2 separate regions of the Mus musculus genome follow, and region 2 is linked to region 1. Evidence: chromatin contacts called from public HiChIP or PLAC-seq data. All regions are on one chromosome and are shown on one strand. Each heading gives the region's core, a stretch centred on a gene start, on an enhancer-like site or on the middle of the called end of the contact. The rest is flanking DNA. Distances are from core to core; before and after follow the strand shown. Region 1 holds the start of Lrsam1 (leucine rich repeat and sterile alpha motif containing 1). Region 2 holds the start of Gapvd1 (GTPase activating protein and VPS9 domains 1).

Region 1 (6,414 bases), core at 1,654-4,153:
TCTTCTGGTGCGTCTGAAGACAGCTACAGTGTACTTATGTATAATAATAAATAAATCTTTGGGGCTGAGTGAGAAGGGACTGAGCAAGCGGGGCTGACTGGAGGGAGCAGAGGTCCTAAATTCAATCCCCAACAACGACATGAAGGCTCACAACCATCTGTACAGCTACAGTGTGCTCACATACATAAAATAAATAAATAAATCTTTAAAAAAAAATAAAGGTTAGTGGTAACTGGTTATGGTTTTTCAGCCTTTTTGTTTTGTTTTGGTTGGCTCTCTGCATTCCCTTCCTGAGTTCTTGCTTTCTCACCCTGCCCTCAGTGACTGGGTTAGGGGCTGTCTGAGCACATGCAACATTTTATTTCCTGGTGCAACTGAGGCTATTTCTGCAGACAGGATCTCTATAGCTCAGGCTAACCTGGACTCACAGTGTAGCCCTCTATAGCACTGAACCTGGGGCAGTCTTCTTGCCTCAGCCTCCCAGAGGCCAAGATCACAGGTATAAGCCACCACACCTAGTTCTCAAGGCTTTAAAAGAAAAAAAAAAGTATTCAGGTAAAACATCCTTGTAGAATGGAGAAAATAAGGGAAAAGCCCATAGATGTAAGGAGCTGGAAGGGGCCACAGCCACAGTGACTGAGGTCCAGCAGGGAAAGAAACCATCAGGTAGTGCCACACACGCATCCTGCGAGGAAGGGCACTCCCAGGGCTGGGAAGGCAGAGTTACCCAGGGTGCAAAAGGGGAGCCGAGGAGCCCGAGAGAATACGCTGAGCCTTACCAGACACATCTGGTACTCCAGGCGTTTTCGAGCCTCCTCACTGGGTTTCCGCTTCCGAAAGAAGAGGGGCATCCTCCGGTGTGAGCTCTTCTGGACCCTAGAGGACGGCAGAGAGATCAGCGCCTGGGAACTTGCACTGCGTCCGACCTGCAGACAGGCAGCTCAGCAGTGCAGCAGCTGTCTGCAAGACTGTGCGTTCCATGTGGGCCGGGCTGTCTACCTCATCCAGCTGGGCCCTGAGCCCACACGACAGAGCCCAACACTTTGTTTTACTGACAAAGCAAAGCCTAGAGTAGAAAGAACAGAACACGCCAAGTACTCTGGGCTCGACCTACTTTGCCACTGCCCCTCTGCGGCGCCGGCATCACCCTCCCAGTGCTAAGCGTTTCCCCCACCAAGGGAAGATTCCCCCAGGTGCCTTCCAAGGATGTTCTCTGAAGACTCTGGACAGACTCAGCTGATGAGTCACTTCCAGCTCTGGAAATTGTCAGGATGGAACCATCAAGACCAAACTGGAGGTAGCCGTGACTTGGGGGAACTCAACTATATCAATACTAGAGAGATCTATGAGTTAAGCAAAAATCAAAATGCAATCTTCAGGCACCTTAGCAGGCTTCCAGCTACTGCTCATTTGGTTCTCCTTACAGCCCCGTGGAGAATCCGATGCTGAGTAAGGTCATTCATCTGGTGATATGACCTGGGTTGTAGAAACACCAGGCTGGGACACTTGCCTTTCAAGTCCTGATCCTGTGCCGCTTGCACGGCTCCTTGGACCTCCCAGTTTAGCCAAGTTAATCATTGTGTCCTGAATTCAGTAGCTGGCTGCCCATAGCTGGCTGCAACTTCCAGTGCTGTCTAAGGGCCAGCAATAGGAAGGACATAATCATTTGGAGGAAGTGTGTAACTCACGGCATGGGCTCTGACACCTAAGACATTAGCTGTGTCACTTTGTGTCACTGGTCGGAGCCGGTTTCCTCATTTGTAATATGGAGCAATGTTGCCAATGCTGGCCTCTGTGGGGTCAGTGACTTCATGTATGTCAGGTCTATGCCATAGACTCTGCCACAGGGTACCACACACATGACAAATGCACTCAGGTACTATTACAGTTGCTAAGGAGAAGAGGGCTGGAGGAGCCTTGCAGTAGAGGACACATGTGGTCCTGAGGGATTTCAGGTCTCCATTTGTGGGCGTGGGCTGTCAGAGGAGGTTGCTGGGCCTGCAGGGCCTGCTCAGGACTCTCCGCACTCAATTGCAGCACTCCTGAGAGACAGCTCCCTCCATCCCTATCTGATGGCCACGACTTAAATCCCTTACAGATGGCTCACTAATGACTAGCCTCCCTCGCCCCCATCCTCCAGATCTACATTTCCAAATACCTTCTTCAATGACTATCTCTGCCAATTCCCCCTCCCTCACCGTTCTCAGCAGGGCTCGTTCAGTTCTGGTTTGAACTTTCCTGATGGTCCAGCTTGGCTGGGAAGAACCACACCCATCCTTCCCTGGCAGGGCTGGCCAGCGGCTAACCTGGCTCTGTGGATGGGGAGGTCCTCCACCGATGTTCCGATTCTTGGGTGGACCTCAAGGTAGGCCAGTCACTCCGAAGACTTGGCCACAGATACAAACCATTGGCCCCCAAAAGCTGAGCTGGTGTCCGGTCTCCTTCAAACATAGAAGTGAGCACCGAAACTTTAAATTTCAGAAAGACACGCAACTCAGGATGACAAAGTCTCGAGATTCTAGAAACCAAGGAATTGCAGAATTAAAGACTCGTGATTAGACTCGAATAGTTTGTTTCTGTAACTAACATGCACATACCGCAAACAGGTTAGGAGGGTACTAGGGTGGCACTGGTACTAGGGTCGCTCAAGTCAGGTGCAGATCCCTTAGGGGAGGGGCGGGGCCCTGGGCTGGGTCCCAGGGGCTCCAGAGTCACCGTCAAGAGAAGGGAACGTGGACCAGGAACCAGGACCTCTGGTGCAGCCCTACTCTGTTGCCCAGGCAAGGTGCTCCGAACATTTACCCCTTCCGAATCCCGAGCTCACCCACAGACCAAGCTCTGCAGTCCTCTGCCGCAGACGCCTGCCCATAAGAAACAGGGCGACCAGGGTGTCGCCCAGAGACTGGGTGGGGCCAGCGGTTCTCGCGAGAGCTGAGCTTTTCCGCCTATATCCGGCGTGGGCGGAGCAGGATCCGTCTTTTCGGCTTTCGGCTCGGAGGAGGCAACGGTGCAACTTTCTTCGGTCGTCCCGAATCCGGGTTCATCCGACACCAGCCGCCTCCACCATGCCGCCCAAGTTCGACCCCAACGAGGTCAAAGTCGGTGCGTGCCCTCGCCGCGCCCGGGTGCTGTCCCGGGGCCTGGCGGGTCTCCCTTGGGCCTTGGCTGCCACGTGTGTAAGAGGGGAGGGAGCCCGACGCTCTGGCGGCCCGTGCGCCTTAGGGTAAGGCCTGGCCCGGGACATCTGAAGCCCGACGGCAGCGCGCAGGGCGGCCTGCGCCGCAGAGGTTCTGATTTTGCTTTTTCTTCAGTGTACCTGAGGTGCACCGGAGGCGAGGTCGGCGCCACATCCGCCTTGGCCCCGAAGATCGGTCCTCTGGGTCTGGTAAGTCGTCGCTCCCGAGCCGTAGACCTCTAACGTGCATGCTGTTTGGCCTGTAGATGTGTTCTGTCCCCGTGGAGGGCAGAAGAGGCCACCATGTCCCTGGTGCAGGCCGGGATGTGGGTGCTGGGACTTGGGACGCAAAGGAAAACTGAGATAACACGTGCACGGAGGCTCGTGCCACAGCCCGGTTGAGGCAGCCATTGGACTTGCTTAAATCCACTAGCCTCCGTGGGTAACGCACGGGAACCTAGTGTTTAAAGCTCCGAGGGTTCCCCATTGCAGCAGAAAGTGTTTTGCTTTGTTAGCCCTTACTGCAGAGTTGTCTTAGTGAAGAAGGATGTGGAGCCATTGTGGGCAGGCTCCTGTGGGACGGTGAGGAGGGCTGGCGGTGAGCTTGAAGGTCCTGGCTTCAACTTTGGGCACATGGTAACGAATGCTATTATTTCTACAGTCTCCGAAGAAAGTTGGCGATGACATTGCCAAGGCTACCGGTGACTGGAAGGGTCTCAGAATTACAGTGAAACTGACCATCCAGAACAGACAGGCCCAGGTATTTACATTGCTTGCTGTGGGGGGTTGAGGGAAGGGTTGAGATAGCAGCCCTCAGGAATCATGGGTCTTGGCAAAGATTTCCCTGTCCCGGTGAATCGGATTTTATCCTTGTGGGAGGGCTATACGACAGGGTTCACTGTAAGTCAGTAGTAGGTGCCAGGGTGCAGGAGTCCGCCATGCTAGGGATTCAACTCTGGAGGTGAGGCCAGCAGGAAGCACCTTAGCTAGCCGAGCTGTTTTTTCGGGGCCCTTTAGCGTGTCTGGTGGTGGTTGGTTTTCTGGGCTGTGTTCACATCAAGTCTCTTTGCAGATCGAGGTGGTGCCTTCTGCCTCAGCCCTGATCATCAAAGCCCTCAAGGAGCCACCGAGAGACAGGAAGAAGCAGAAGAACAGTGAGTCGGCCCCACTCCCTGGGTTTCCGCTGCAGTGTGCTACTCAGCTGTGTCGACCCCTTTCTTGGGACCTAGGGGTGGAATGAGATCACAGTAGGCGTCTGTTGTCTGTTCCCTTTCCTGGGTGCAGAAATGAAACAGTGCCTCAGGGGTTTAACTTTATCTGTTTCCATCCCTAAAATCGTGTTAGGGCTGCTGGTGAGGACTTGCTTGTGCCCCAGCCACCCGCCACTGCACCTGACCAGTATTGTTGGCTGGTGCAATCCAGTGGTGAGCTGACAGTGAGCCCCAGCTTTTAGGAAACAGGGCTGTCCTACATGTGGATGGCTCTGTGCCGAAAGCATGGGAACAGCCCAGCGATAGGTAAAATGGAGCCATGATCTCAGAAGACAGGGGAAGCTGTAAAAGGCCCTGTACTTGCTTTCTGCAGTTAAACACAGTGGGAACATTACTTTTGATGAGATTGTCAACATTGCCCGGCAGATGAGACACCGGTCTTTGGCTAGAGAACTTTCTGGTAAGAGCACGCTATTTTCCCTGAGTGGTGGCTGCCACTTTGCTGTTGAAGGTTCAAGATTTGGATTTTCCCATGGATCCATATTTTTTCCCTGTGTTCCTGCAATGGAACCCTGGAATTCTTTCCCCTGTGACTGAGGCCACCATTCTTACTGTAGGAACTATCAAGGAGATCCTGGGTACTGCACAGTCTGTGGGCTGCAATGTGGATGGCCGCCACCCTCATGACATCATAGATGACATCAACAGTGGTGCAGTGGAGTGCCCAGCTGTAAGTGACTGTTATATAAGGGGGAAGCAGTTAGGCTGGGGGAAAGCTGGACTTTTGTTGCTTTACTTTTGGTGTTTTACTGGGGCATTGTTAACTTATATTCCCTGTTGTGATTGACAATATTTCTTTTCCCACAGAGTTAAGAAGCAACAAGAAAATATTCCAATAAAAGACTATCTGATAACCAGTGAATGGGCTTGGCTGCTTTTTGGGGCCAGGGGAGGGTTTTGGGAGGTTCAGTATGGCTGTGGTAGCAGGATCTAGAAAGCACTGATTCAAAGTCCTGGGGTAGTACAGCCTAGAAGGAAAGGCACTTCTGTGGGCGTGGCTGGGAGGTTCAGAGCTATGAGTCTTAAGTCAGATGGATGATACACTAAAGCTTGCTCTGGATCCTCCCCATCCTGGAGGTACAGTGGGATCTCTGGCATAGCAATTGCATTAATCCTTAACATTTTCCATAAGTCTGGGGAATGTGGTTTTGGTAGATATCTACAATTAACAAAAGCTACTAAGTACAGCAGGGCATATTGAAAGAGCAGCGTAAACCTGGACCAATGGCAGTAGCAGTAACAACACAAGGGAAAATAATGCTTTGTGACCTTTGCATTTTTCCAATAAAATTGTATTTAGAGAAGCAAACCCAGTGCAATTGTTGGGGCTGCAGCAGTGACTTGAGTGGGACATCAAATGGACCTGAATTTGATTCCCAGCACTCAAGGTGGTTCACAACCATTCCAGATGGGTAATAGGCATGGTCAGCATTAACCTAAGCCACATCCTGCTCACCAGTCTAGTCTGGTGGCTAGGAGGGAGGCGCCAAGGAGGCCTGTGCTGTCTTGTGGGGTCCTTTTTTCTTTTTTGTTTTGTTTTGTAGACAGGGTTTCTCTAGCCCTGGTTGTTGGTTGTCCTGGAACTCAGTCTGTAGACCAGGCTGGCTTAAAGGCATGCGCCACCACCCCCGGCTTTGTGGAGTCCTCTTTACCATAAAGGGAAACTGAGGTTACAGTCCCCAGGTCGTTGTGCTGTGGGTCAGTGCTACCAAGATCCAAGCAATGTCACCATACTGTGAAGCACTTGGTTGTATGTGATGCTTTCTCTGTAGGTATGGGTTTCTAGAAACCAATTCTCTGGAGAAAATGCAATATCAGTAACAAGCCACAGAGCACACAAGCTCTCTCCTGGCACAGGCTATAGTTGTGGCCACCTTGGAGGCTGAGGTAGATCTTAAGTACAAGGTCACCCCAGGAGAAACCATTTAAAATAGAACCCTGGAGATGTCTCAGTTTTTCTGCCAGAGG
Region 2 (6,414 bases), core at 1,372-3,871, 1.8 Mb after region 1:
CTTGGAAGACAAAGGTAGAAGGACCACACAGCACATTTGAAGCCAACCTGGTGTACATACCCAGTTTTAGGTGAACAGGGCTATTGAGTCCTTGATTATAAAATTCTCTTGCAGGGAAGCGGGGAGGAGATAGGGGATTTTCAGAAGGGAATCTAGGAAAGGGGATAACATTTGAAATGTAAATAAAGAAAATATCCAATAAAAAATATTTTAAAAATCTTTTGCATGTATCTCATTCTGTCTGCTTTTCTTTTTTCTTTTTTTCCCCTCTCTTTTTTCTTACTGAATGACAAAATTTGGGTACTGTTAAGTCCCCTTCAAAGTTTATCTTTATTTCAGGAATTCTTAATCATTCTGTGCCATGGATAGTCTGGGGAAGTTTAAGGTTCCCTTCTCAAAATGCTTTTAAAAGCAAAACTCTGCCCGGTGTGGTGGTGCACGCCTTTAATCCCAGCATTCGGGAGGCAGAGGCAGGCAGATTCTGAGTTCGAGTGCAGCCTAGTCTACAAAGTGAGTTCCAGGACAGCCAGGGCTATACAGAGAAACCCTGTCTCAACCCCCCCACCCAAAAAAAAAAAGCAAAACTCCTATCAGTACAAAGGAAACCAATTATACTGACATATTATGAAATGTAAAACTGACATGTATGTATAGCTACATCTTATTACATAAGATAAGATATAGCAGAAACTCACAGACTCAAAGAAATCCATCAACAAACATGATATTTTGAGAATGCTCCAACTGTAAACATAACACAAAAATATCTGTAAATTCTATTGGTGACAAACTCACAGGGATTGCTAATACTACTGTGGTTTGGTACTTGTTTTTATAACTAAAGGCAACAGTTTCAATTACTGGTTTGTAAATAAAGGTGTAATTTTACCTTCATTCTCACTAAAGACATTCTATCTACATTCAATGCACCGAGGAACCACGAGTTGGAAGCTCTAGTTCCCAGACCTCATCCTTTTTGCTCAAACTCAAAATTTTCATTTTATTAAGTTTAATTTAATTGAGTCTTAACGTTAAAAAAACCAGAGTCCTCGTCGTTCCTACCGCTTATCTGACTCCTCACCTTATTTCACTTTATTTAGAATTATGCCTTGGATCCCGCTCGTTTCTGAGGTCTATCCAGGCAGCACCCGTGACAATTCTGTCCGTCAATAAAAGTCGACAATTGAAAGAAGAGAGATGGACAGAACGGACACTTCAAGACCACCAGCAGCAAGTGCACAGACGCCAAGCCCGGCGCGCGTTTGCGGGTGCACGGCGTCCCCAGCCCGGAGCGTCCGGCGCGTCCCTGGCGGCGCTCCCAAGCCATTCGGTCCGCTCCTGGCCTCCCGGGCTCGGCTGCCCACCTGCCCCGGACGCCCACAGAGGCGACCCGCGCTACTGCGCCCCTTCCCGCCCCGTCGCGCTCCCACCCCATCCCCCCCATGCGCCCTGTGTCCCCGCCGCCTCAGGCAGGCTGCCGGAACCCGCACGCCGCCACCCCTCTCGCGGGGCCCGGCCGCGCGGCTTCCCACCCGAGCGACGCCGGGCACGGGGCAGGCCCGGGGCCCGGGGCGGGGCGGCCGTCAGGCGCGGGCTGCGGTGCTAGGCCAGACGGCGGGGCACGCGGTGCGGACCGGCCGGGGACGCGCACTCACCGGTGAGGTCATGCGGAGGACGGCGCCCAGGTCCTCGCTGGACTGCCTCTCGGCCTCGGAGCCGTCGCCCTCGCTGCGAACTGCCACCGCCGCCCAGCCGCCGCCACAGATCGCCAGTCGGTTTCCCTGCCTCCTGCGGCGGCGCTGCCCCCTCAGCAGTGCGCGTGCGCGGCGCCGCGGGGGCCCCTGGGATCGGTGGTCCGGACCACGGCCGCCCTTCCGCTCCCGGTCGCGAACCGCCTTGCCAGGACCTGTACGCCGATCCTCCGCCCTCACGTCTCCGTGTACCTGGTGCTAGAGAAGACGGGTGGAAGAAAAATGACACTCCTCTCTTGCTCGGAACATCATCCAATAGCCAGCCTCTCTCTCTCTCTCTCTCTCTCTCTCTCTCTCTCTCTCTCCTCTCTCTCTCTCTCTCTCTCTCTCTCTCTCTCTCTCTCTCTCTCTCGCTCTTCCCCTTTCACTTAAAAGCTATGCCAATTGGACGGTATCTTCATTTTTAACTTATAAATATAATTTCCCACTTCTCGTTTTGTCGATTTTTATTGTAACTGTGTTATTTAAAAATAACATTACATTAAATAAACTGTAAACTGTGTTACATTAAATAGGCTTAGGTCGGTTTTGTTTTTTCAAAAAAAAAAAAAAAATGAAAGGACGCGTCAAGTTAGCAGAAGTGAACAGTCCCAGAAACCTTAGAGCTAGAACATACCTTAAAGGTCATCGGTGCAGCTCCCACCCAAGCAGGAATGGCCTCCACGTCTCACTTCTGTTTCGGATGTTCCAGTATCAGCTCACTACCTCTCAGGAGTACAGCCTGCTCCTCTCTGTTGCACAGCTCTAAATGTTAGAAAGTTCTGCCTTCTGCTGAGCTGAAATCTGCTTCCCTTGTCTTTCCTCCCTTTGCAGGTAGTTATTCTGCCTGGAAGCAAGGAGAATTGGTTCCCACTTGACAGCCCTTTAAAATATTGAAGACAATGAATATATCCTGCAACACCACGAGTCTCATGCTCCGCCCCCAAGGTGGGGGGAGGGGGAAGTGAAAACTCATCTTCCCAACTATTCAAACATAAATCAGATCCCAGACAGCTTTCCACCCGTCTTCCATACACCTCCTTTAAAAATCATCAGAATTGAACTAGCATGGTAGCTCTCACCTGTAATCTAAAACCTTTGGGAGGCTGAAGCAAATGTCTCAGAATTAGACAAAAGTTTAAACCAGCCTGAGCTACACAGGATGTCTAGACCAGCGGGAGCTATCCTTTGAGACCCTGCCTCAAAAGGAAATTCTTTTGTCACAATTTGCTTCCTATTTGCTACTTTGTTACAATAGCATTGTGGGTATCAAGTAAAATGTCTTTGGTACCATGTTGCCATTCAACAGAGTTCAATTAAAGATTATCAGTCGGGTCTGTTACATTGTACAAAGCACCAACCAGATGAAAAAGCAAGTGGATACAATTTACAATATAAAGTGGAGAGTATCTCCCATAGATTGAGTTTTGTAACAATAAACTAAATTACAAAGTGCTATGAAGAATTACAAAGTGTTATGAGATTCCAGAGAAAGAGACCATATTGAATTAAGAAATCAAGACCTAGGCTGAGTTTTGTGGCCCATGACTTTAATCCCAGCAGTTGGAAGGCAAAATCAGACCAATCTCAGAGTTCCAGGATAACCAGGATTATACAGAGCCCCTGTCTCAAAAGGCCAAAGAAGAAAAGAAAGAAAGGAAAAGAGATTTGGCTGTGACTAGATTCCAAGGTAGATGAGTCAGGATCCCAGCACTCAAGAGGCAAAAACAGGCAGGCGGAGGCAAAAACAGGCAGGCAGATCTCAAGGCTAGCCTAGTCTACAGAGCAAGTTCCAGGACAGTGCTACACAGAGAAATCTTGTTTAAAAAAAAAAAAAAAAAAAAAAAGGAAAAGAAAAAGAAAAAGAAAAAGAAAAAAAATCCAGAAAAAGAGAGGGGGAGGATATAAAATTTGTAGACTGCATAAGGGAAAACCCCCTTGAACAGAAGATTGTGTTCAAAGGCTCCAGAGCTCCAGAGCACAAAATCCACCTGCCTCTGCCTCCCAAGTGCTGGGATTAAAGGCTTGTGCCACCACTGCCCAGCTTGAAGAAAGGCTTTCAAAGACACAAAAGGAAACCTTCAAGTAAAGGCATTTGCCACCAAACCGAACCACCAGAGTTTGACACCAAACACCCCACATAGGGGAGGAAGGATAAATGACTCCTGCAATATTTTCTGACCACCACTGTGGCAAAAACTTGCCCCCCATAAACAAACAAACAAACACACAAATAAATTGTGTGAATGTATAAATGTGTAAATACATAAATGAATATACATAAATAAAAAGAAAGGGAAGGGTTCTAAAGAAGCTAAGAGTTATGAAGTAAGTAGATTGTGCATTGTAAGTACAACGAGAACAGGAATGTTCGGTTCACTGGCCTGAGCCCTGTTCTGTCTGTCACCTACAGATGGAGTGCCTGACCTAGACAGACAGCTTTTAATCTTCCCATTCAGCATTCCCAAAGAATGTAACATTCTTACCAGAAACCCAAATCACTACCACAATGACTCTTGTTATAGTAGGCTGTGAAGTAGCTATTACACTCAACACACTTTACATGTGGGAAAGCAAAATATATGGTCAAAATAAATAAATTTGGGAAAAAAAATTATCAGAATTTAGCAAATAGTGCTGCTCTGTAGGGAGAGCAACTATGCTCTTTCTAGAATTTGTCATGGTGATAATTTTTTCCTTACTATTGTTTGGGTGTGGTGGTTTACACCTGTAATGGCAGCATTTGGAACATGGAAAGAGGAAAATGGAGAGTTTGAAGCAAGCATAGGGTATCTGAGACTCTGTTTCAAGAATGAATAAATAAAAACAATGAATTCTATCCAAAGGCATTTTTTTTTCTGATACACAACTCCACCAACCACACTATACAGGCATATCAATTATTTGTGCACAGTCACAAATTCTTACTGAATCGTGCTAGGCATGGTGGTACATACAGGTAATGTCAGTGTTTAGGAGGCTGAGACAGGAGAATCACAATTTGACGCCAGCCTAGCCTGGAGAGCAAGACCTTGTCTCAACTGACCACAGCAGTGCCAATTCCTATTGGATCTTCATGAAAGGTAAGCTGTTCTGACTCCCAATTCTGTGCTGCTCATTAAAGCTCTCTGCTTCAAAAGCACACACCAGTGACAAACTCAGACTTCAAACTTTTGAAATGATTGCTTTCTTTTCTTGGACATCTAACCAGTCTGAGAGAAGCAAGATAAAACAAAACAAACAAAAATTGGGTGATCTGCCAAACTTCATTATTGATTAGATGTGTTAAACTACAAAAAAAAAAAAAATTTAAAGCAGTAACTTTGTAAATTCAAGGCCAGCCTAGTCTACATAACAAGTTCCAGGCCAGCCAGAAGGAGAGAAGGAGGAGAAGGAGAGAAGGAGGAGAAGGAGGAGGAGAAGGAGGGAGAGGAAGAGGAGGAGGACAGGAGAGATGATTCAGCACCTAAGAACAGTGGCTGTTCTTCCAGAGGTCCTGAGTTCAATTCCCAGCAACCACATGGTGGCTCACAACCATCTGTAATGGAATCTGATGCCCTCTTCTGGTGTGTATGAAGACAGCTACAGTGTATCACATACATAAAATAAATAAATAAGTCTAAAAAATGAGGAGGAGGAGGAGAAGGAGGAGGAGAAAGGAGATGATGATAAAGCAGCAGCTGCAGCCACTTAGCTTGGTGGCACTCCGGAGGCAGAGGCAGGCGGATCTCTGTGAGTTTGAAGCCAGCCTGGTCTACACAGAGAGTTCCAGAACAGCCAGAGTTGCATAATAGAACTTCTCTCAAAAAGATTTTTTTAAAAACTCATTTAGCCGGGCGGTGGTAGCACATGCCTTTAATTCCAGCACTTGGGAGGCAGAGACAGATGGATTTCTGAGTTTGAGGTCAGCCTGGTCTACAGAGTGAGTTCCAGGACAGCCAGGGCTACACAGAGAAACCCCGTCTCAAAAAACAAAAATAAATAAATAAATTTTAAAAATAAAATAAAAACTCATTTTTTACTTATTTATTTGTCACTTATGGAGGTCAGAGGACAACCTGTAGGAATTTGTCTTCCCCTTCTACCAGGTAGTACCTGGGATTAGAACTTGGATCATTCCTGGGCATATATCCAGAAGATGTCCCAACCGGTAAGAAGGACACATGCTCCACTATGTTCATAACAGCCTTATTTATAATAGCCAGAAGCTGGAAAGAACCCAGATGCCCCTCAACAGAGGAATGGATACAGAAAATGTGGTACATCTACAGAATGGAGTACTACTCAGCTATTAAAAAGAATTAATTTATGAAATTCCTAGCCAAATGGATGGACCTGGAGGGCATCATCCTGAGTGAGGTAACACATTCACAAAGGAACTCACACAATATGTACTCACTGATAAGGGGATATTAGCCCAAAACCTAGGATACCCAAGATATAAGATACAATTTGCTAAACACATGAAACTCAAGAAGAATGAAGACTGAAGTGTGGACACTATGCCCCTTCTTAGAATTGGGAACAAAACACCCATGGAAGGAGTTACAGAGACAAAGTTTGGAGCTGAGACGAAAGAATGGACCATGTAGAGATTGCCATACCCAGGGATCCACCCCATAATCAGCTTCCAAACGCTGACACCATTGCATACACTAGAAAGATTTTATCGAAAGGACCCAGA

What was found. HiChIP or PLAC-seq counts read pairs in DNA pulled down with a chosen protein or histone mark.
Region 2: a contact with region 1 is called in an H3K27ac HiChIP or PLAC-seq map of large pre-B cells, with 8 times the contacts expected there. The contact joins the promoter of Gapvd1 here to the promoter of Lrsam1 in region 1. A contact is called at or near these places in 1 of 39 promoter capture datasets (hippocampal neurons) and 2 of 115 datasets of contacts at active chromatin or transcription factors (large pre-B cells and stem cell-derived neural progenitor cells).

What each region holds. Positions count from the first base shown.
Region 1 is chr2:32,958,738-32,965,151 of GRCm38.p6, forward strand. Lrsam1 (leucine rich repeat and sterile alpha motif containing 1) reads right to left here and starts at 2,904. Exons shown (of 26, transcript NM_199302.3): 1 at 2,825-2,904; 2 at 2,307-2,518; 3 at 780-876. The coding sequence starts at 851. Rpl12 (ribosomal protein L12) reads left to right here and starts at 2,975. Exons shown (of 7, transcript NM_009076.3): 1 at 2,975-3,102; 2 at 3,312-3,385; 3 at 3,837-3,935; 4 at 4,248-4,329; 5 at 4,760-4,846; 6 at 5,004-5,116; 7 at 5,254-5,308. The coding sequence starts at 3,066. The coding sequence ends at 5,259. Snora65 (small nucleolar RNA, H/ACA box 65) reads left to right here and starts at 4,564; the gene lies at 4,564-4,681.
Region 2 is chr2:34,752,611-34,759,024 of GRCm38.p6, forward strand. Gapvd1 (GTPase activating protein and VPS9 domains 1) reads right to left here and starts at 2,622. Exons shown (of 27, transcript NM_001356441.1): 1 at 2,368-2,622; 2 at 1,656-1,949.